Regions from separate parts of the Gasterosteus aculeatus genome. Here region 1 is linked to region 2. A link is a contact called in public Hi-C data. All regions are on one chromosome and are shown on one strand. The core of a region is the stretch at or near the end of the contact, and the rest is flanking DNA. Distances in the headings are between cores, read along the strand shown. Region 1 overlaps ate1 (arginyltransferase 1). Region 2 holds the start of fgfr2 (fibroblast growth factor receptor 2).

Region 1 (3,051 bases), core at 89-2,588, 49 kb before region 2:
TAACTTGGTGATCATTGTAATTATCGACAGGTTAATTGATCATGAAAGTGATCCCTGCTTGCGGCCCAATCTGGTAATGATCTCTTTGTTCATTTGTAGTCTTTGCGCCTGGATCAGCCTCAGTTTATCGCGCTGTCCATCACATTGAGAAGTGTTCATGCTACGGGAGAATGGCAGCATTCATCAGGTCTGATTTATACTTCAAAAACATTTTTCCGCACTCAATTCTTAGCTTGTGTAAGCAATGAATGTTAAACTCTATAAAAAGAGCGATCAAGTTCATGCAGTGAAAAATAGGTATTATGTATAATGAATGGCCATAACCAATTATAGATGCGTAAAGTCTGAAAATGATTGTATAATTCTCAGTAAATTGGACTGTAAAATACTTTTCTCCACTTTACATTTACATTTTTATTGCTGGACTTGCTCACTAACCTGAGAGGGGCTTTTGTCCCTCAGGGCTGGAAAAACAACCTCCTTCACCCTCCTGCCAGCAGGCCTCAGTAAATTACTTGAATTCTCCAGCTCGTAAAAGTAATGTAATTAATAAAAAATAAAAGCTGTCAGATTGGGCAGACTGTGGCAGATTCTTTCCTAGTGCCATAACACTAGCTCCATTAAAGCGTGTGTGTGTGTGTGTGTGTGTGTGTGTGTGTGTGCGCGCGCTTGGTTTCCAGCTTCAGTTTATAACTGTACTGGAATAGAACGGGTTCAACAACCACAGGAGTTACTTTAAAAAAAGAAAGGTGTAGGGCTTCATAAAGCAAAATTGTTGTTGTTATCGATGGACCTTCTAAGTTGTATCGTAGACGGAATGTAGTCTAGTGTCAAAGCACATGAAACGTGAAACTATGATTCGGTTAATTACTACCTCATTCTAATTCACCAAGGACGGCTTTATGCAGGAATGAAAATTCCATATGAAATATTGTCGTTAAACGGATTCCTGTGATGAAATGATGTATCGCGAGTTATTCCCTCCTTCCATCCTCCTGGGATCGGCCTTTTGTGGCGTCCCGCTTCTCAAAACGCGTTCTTCTCTGCCCACTGCAGTCGCCTGGTACGCGATCCTCCCTGCTCTTTATCGTATCCCCCTGTGAAGGCCACTCCTGAGCCCACGGGGGGAAAAGCAAACACGCCGGTTTTAGTTTCCTGCCGGTCGAGCTCCAGGTTAAATCGCCTGTTGTCTTCCCAGAAGCTTAGAGACCCCCCCCACCGCTCTCCACCCCCGGTAGTATCGGTTTAGGTATTTATTAATCCATTAAAGTATTTCCTAGGGACAGAGTGTGGAATGCTGTCAGCCTGGCTCAGAGCCATGCGATCGGAGAGATTGCGTGTGCGTGTGCACGGGGGCACAAGTTCAATTACCATGCCTAAATTGTACTGGCATTAGACAGTGCGACGTCCTACAGGGAACTGGCTTTTTTTTTCGTTTAAGGATGTATACATTTCCTGTCAAACAATGACTGTCCACAGTCAGGGTTTCTTGACAGAGTTGAAGCACAAACTATAAACGCAATTATTTAGAGACACACACACACACAGACACACACTCTTACTCACACTTAGTGGTCTTAACTGTTTTGCTGAGCCGTGACTCTGAGTTCCTGCACATGTGGCATTCATTTTGATGAAAACAAATCCTTTTAAATCTGTATTTACTCTTGATGGCCGGGACCTTAACCAAGACACAGAAAAAAAGGCATAGAAGTATATGGAAAAAGCTGCAAAATGGCAATAAAATGTGTCAGTAAAAATAGAAGAAATGAACAAGAGAAAAACATTTTGGCTTTTCTCAAAGCTGAATAACGAGATATTCAATGAATCTTTATAAGAAACATTCCTCTTATATCAGATTTCATAGTCCCCATTGCTGCCCTCTGAAACAAACAAATATCAAGTCAGCCAACATTTTCGAATGATTGTTTTTAACGCAATAGATTAAGGCACGTTGTCGCTAAAGTAAGCACAGACATTTGAGCACAATGACGAGATCTAAGTAGCAATTAGGTCTAAGCAGATGCACGTGTGTGTTGCCCTTCTAATCGTACACAGATGAGTCTTTACTATAGGAAAAGGAGAGTTCGTGAGGAAGTGATGGACTCTGTGTTGCAGAGGAGAACGTCCCAGACTGGCAGCGCCATGTGGTCTGCTGATTGTCTCGAGCTGCCCTCCTCCAGGAGAAAGTGGCCCCGCCCACCAGTGGAAAGTTGCTTCCCCTTAATACGGTTACCCATCAGCCCTCCTGATGAGCGCCTGCTAAAGCGGCGGGCTGTCAGAGCTTAACGTGTGTCTCACACAGTGACATAACACGGCATTTCACCAGAAAGGCCATCGGAGGTTCATATTTCCACACGTGCACAGCAGCCCGGCCTTTTCATGGCCTTTATAAATGATGTCATCAAATGACTGCAGCCGTTGTTCTGTTGGTAAACCATTTGTTTTTTGTGAGGCTTAGACAAAACTTTAATTTGTCCCCTGCAGCCATACTACTCATTGGGAGGCGTTGCTGTTGGTAATTTGTTAACTGGCAGAGTGCGGTGGTCCCAGTTAGGAGAGGAACATTGCCGACATGGTAAAGGGGGGAGACTGGAGATCATTATCAGCCCCACTGATGTGTAAAATGTGCCCCGAATGCTCCTATTTAAGTGTGTAAGCATAAGCAGTTCACCGTACGGCATCGAGTAGCAGCGCGTGAGGTTAAGAGGACTGTCCCTCCCCTCTGCTGCTCTGCGTGCTGCTACGGGGTCGAGTTGAGGGTGAGCCGGTGCGTTTTAAGTCCCGCGCACTGCAGGGTGCACGGTCCATGAGTCTTTTATCACGCCTGTTCCTCTCCGCAAAAAGGAGGATTCCCCACACAGGCCGTCTGCTTGTGTAATCCTGATTGAGTGAGTTTATAGTCGCGCTTTTTGCCGCCTTGAACGTCGCTAATGTTTTTGTTAGATCTACTCCATATTTATGACCGCGGTCCAACTCAAGAGGGCGACTTTGAAAGGTAGTGAGAACCGTTGGCTCTGGACCGGGGTGAAATCGAAATGACAGATGACG
Region 2 (3,208 bases), core at 88-2,587:
GTTCTCAGTCAAAGGCCCATGAGACTCTGCTTGATGAGGTTTCTTTCAAACGTGGAACGCCCGAGCGGCAGAAAATAAATTGGGCGATTGTAAATAGACTCATGCAGTAGGAGGAAAGAGACACCCAGAGAGGGAGAAACAGTGGGGGGTGTTTTGTGCCACTCTTGAAAAATGAGTTAAACTCTCCTTCCTCACCTCTCTCTCTCTCTCTCTTTCTTTCTGGCAAACCCGTCGCCCCCCCCCCCCTTTTATCTGATGGCTTTACTGGTGGAGGTAGAGATGGGAGAGGAGAGAAAAGCAGACAGGGAACTCTCCATTCACAGGCCAAAGCCCTTATAGTGCCCCTTTTCAATATGAATGGAAGAGTTTTCCCTCCCTTGTTTAAAAAATAAAGGACGGCTTCAGCAGTGGAATTGAGATAGAAAAAAAAGAGTGTTAGTCTTCTATCCTGTGCTGCGTCTCTCTGAACCAATGCGGGGGGCAGCTTGACGCGATGGGGGACCAGGGACCAGCTACAGGGGGGCAGCCGGCGGCATCTCTCTGGGTAACGCTGGAAAGATCTGTTCATCTGAGAAGTTACGGCCTTCAGTTGTTCCTTATTCACTTTCTCCTTTCCACTTCTCCTTTCTTTCTCATCTTCCCTGTCATCACATACTGTGGTATGTAAAATGAACCTGCATAGGACCTATAAGTAAAGTACGCCGAAGGTAAGTAAAAGTACCTCAAAAATGTTTTGCTTAAGCACAGTAACTTTCACTCTTAAATTACTCTTTATTCAAATGTGTTGACTCCAAAGGCATATAGGTCTCAATATTTAAACTCCATTCCAGAGGAAATAATTGCGTTTATCGGAAAGGTAGTAATCTATTATGTTACGTCATAACATATGATGGTACATCACAATGTTTAAACTGCATATCCTAATTTTGTTCCATTATTCATGATTCCCTTTTTACTACATCGTTGGCCGTGTTTGCTCCATAATACATATATGTACATATAAACTCTGCCGTGTCTTAAAGTTTATTTAGCTGATATTACTTTCTTTAAATATGACAATTTTTGCTGGTACTTTGTGGTACTTCTTCCTTCCTTGCAACCTCCAACTATATTGAGATATAGAAAGCGGTCCAGGGGGTCAGGGACTCATGTCTGCGTGAACGGTCGGATGTCGCGCGCGCCTCGTCGCCCAGATGTCAGGCCTCGGCCACCGGGGGGCGCTGTTACAGCGGTCCCTCGGCCCCGGAGCGGAGCGGGGGCCCCTAACGTTTAAGCGGGTTAAGCGCAGGCAGTTTGATGGGCGGAGGAAGGCAGGGCCCAAAGGCACTGCGGCCAGGAAGCGGCTCGAATTACACTTGGGGGTGCGTGTGGGTGGGGGGGTGACGGGGGTGGGGGGGTGACACCCACTGGAGTGAAGGAGGAGTGCAGTGTGTGGAGACGTAAGGGAGGAGAAAAACCCCTAGTAAACCTGAGCGAAGCGTCTGAGGAGCAGTGCGAGGACCGTCGGCGGAAGGATAGAACGCGGCTCTTCACACCCGGGGGACGCACGCTGACGGGATTTAATGACATTTTGCCCCGGACGACTACCCCCTCCGACCCCCCCCCAATACATTTTGGTTCTGTAAACCTCGTCTCGCCGCCGCAGTAGCTGCGAACTTTCTGTCCAGTTAAGAAGTCCGCCGCTCGGGGAACACTGGGCATGTTTTTGCGCCCCAGACGCAACTTGGTGACGGCGAAGAAAGTTTTGGGTGGGGGTTGAGGTGGGTGGGTGAGGTGGTGCACAGCGGTGTGCTTTTTCCGAGCTGTTTTGAAGGATAACGAACGCGTGTGAACTGGGATTTCTTTGCATGGCGCTGGACTACGCTGCCGGTCGTGTGTGGAATATACCCTGTGATCGGAGTTGATGCCGGTTTGATTGTGGAATAGTAAACCGAGAGAAAGGCAGCGCCTCGCAGTCCCCTTTTCTCTCTCTCTCGCTTTTTTTTTTTTGGTGCATTGTGCAGTTGGAGACATTCCTCCCTTCAGATTCAGCTCATGCTCTCTCAACCATTACCCGTGCATGCCAAAACAGAGATCTCCACGATTCCTTCCTCCCTGGTAAGTCTTTTCTGTTTGCGCGTAAAGCTTCCTCGCGCTCTCGTCTGTCACTGTTTGGGCTGTCATGGCACGCGGGCTGCGTGGATTTACAACTGCGTTGCGTCGTCATCCTTGTCTTTCATTGCGGCTGTACGGCGCATTAAATAGGATTTCACTTATTATAGTCGAAATACAAAGTTTTGTCAATCGACAATGTTTTTGTTTGACCTTTTTTTAAAAGTTGTCCATAAAGTTTGTTTTACCCTTCTGACCCCATGAACAAAACACCCCAATGTACGTGTTATTTTCTACCATCCTTCATTTAAGTGGATGCAGATAAATCTTCCCGTGTTTCCTTGAGGAGGCAAGGGACGTACACAGCACCTTGCATCATCACTTTGGGGCCTATTAACAAGTGTCCTGGTTATTTATTACTTTGCTTTAATTTTCTACATTGCATTTATGGTGCCAATTATCCCGTGACCGCAGTTGTTTTTTTCACTGCTCGATGCCGGAGCCCTAAATCACCGAGCAGCTCCAAACGGGCCCCCATTGTGGATAAAGCCAACTCATTTGAATGTCAATAGGAATTCACTCAGTGCCAAGAAATGTCATTCGGCGGGCGGTTTAAATGAGGAGCTGTGGCCATGTATGGGGCAAAGTCCCCCATGTGTCCAGATGTCATCTTGTCAGGGGGCTAAAGGGGCTAAAATACGTCTATAAAAAAACAAGTTAAGGAGCACGTTGTCAACTCAATAAAACCTTTCTCTTCATTTGTTGACACTCTCCTCTCTCTGTACATTCAGTGCCGTACGTTTGGTTATATTGGAAACCTGCCGCATAAAAACGAACGGAGGTTTCTAGATGATTCTGGTCCCGACTCGTCCTGCTGACGTTTCCTGAGAGAGGTGAACTCAATGGTCGATCGCTGATTGCTTTACAATTAGTTAGTAACGCGTCCGTGTGCGCTGGAGCGATGCGGAATTGTCTCGTCTCTAATTGTCACGGTCCTCCCCGGCGCCTGTGCGCGCGTCCGCCGTCCGTGTCGCGCGGCGTCCCCGGAGGCTACAGAGGCTATAACAGAAATCAGAAGTAAAATAAAATCAGCTTGCACGTTTCACAATTGCTCTCC

The links. Hi-C and Micro-C count contacts between places; a contact is called where the count stands out from the background.
Region 1: a contact with region 2 is called in a Hi-C map of skeletal muscle, with 3 times the contacts expected there. The contact joins the enhancer-like site here to the promoter of fgfr2 in region 2. A contact is called at or near these places in 2 of 6 Hi-C or Micro-C datasets (both in skeletal muscle).

Annotation. Positions count from the first base shown.
Region 1 is chr6:4,480,943-4,483,993 of fGasAcu3.hap1.1, reverse strand. The region is part of intron 7 of ate1 (arginyltransferase 1); the gene reads left to right. Among protein-coding and RNA genes, the nearest start is that of ate1, 12 kb to the left of the region's middle. Within about 2 kb of position 1,338, at least 1 of the 9 cell types and tissues checked has open chromatin away from gene starts, as enhancers often do.
Region 2 is chr6:4,431,894-4,435,101 of fGasAcu3.hap1.1, reverse strand. fgfr2 (fibroblast growth factor receptor 2) reads left to right here and starts at 1,337. Exons shown (of 20, transcript XM_078104527.1): 1 at 1,337-2,097. It overlaps LOC144409475 (a long non-coding RNA gene), which reads left to right. Exons shown (of 3, transcript XR_013467930.1): 3 at 1-218.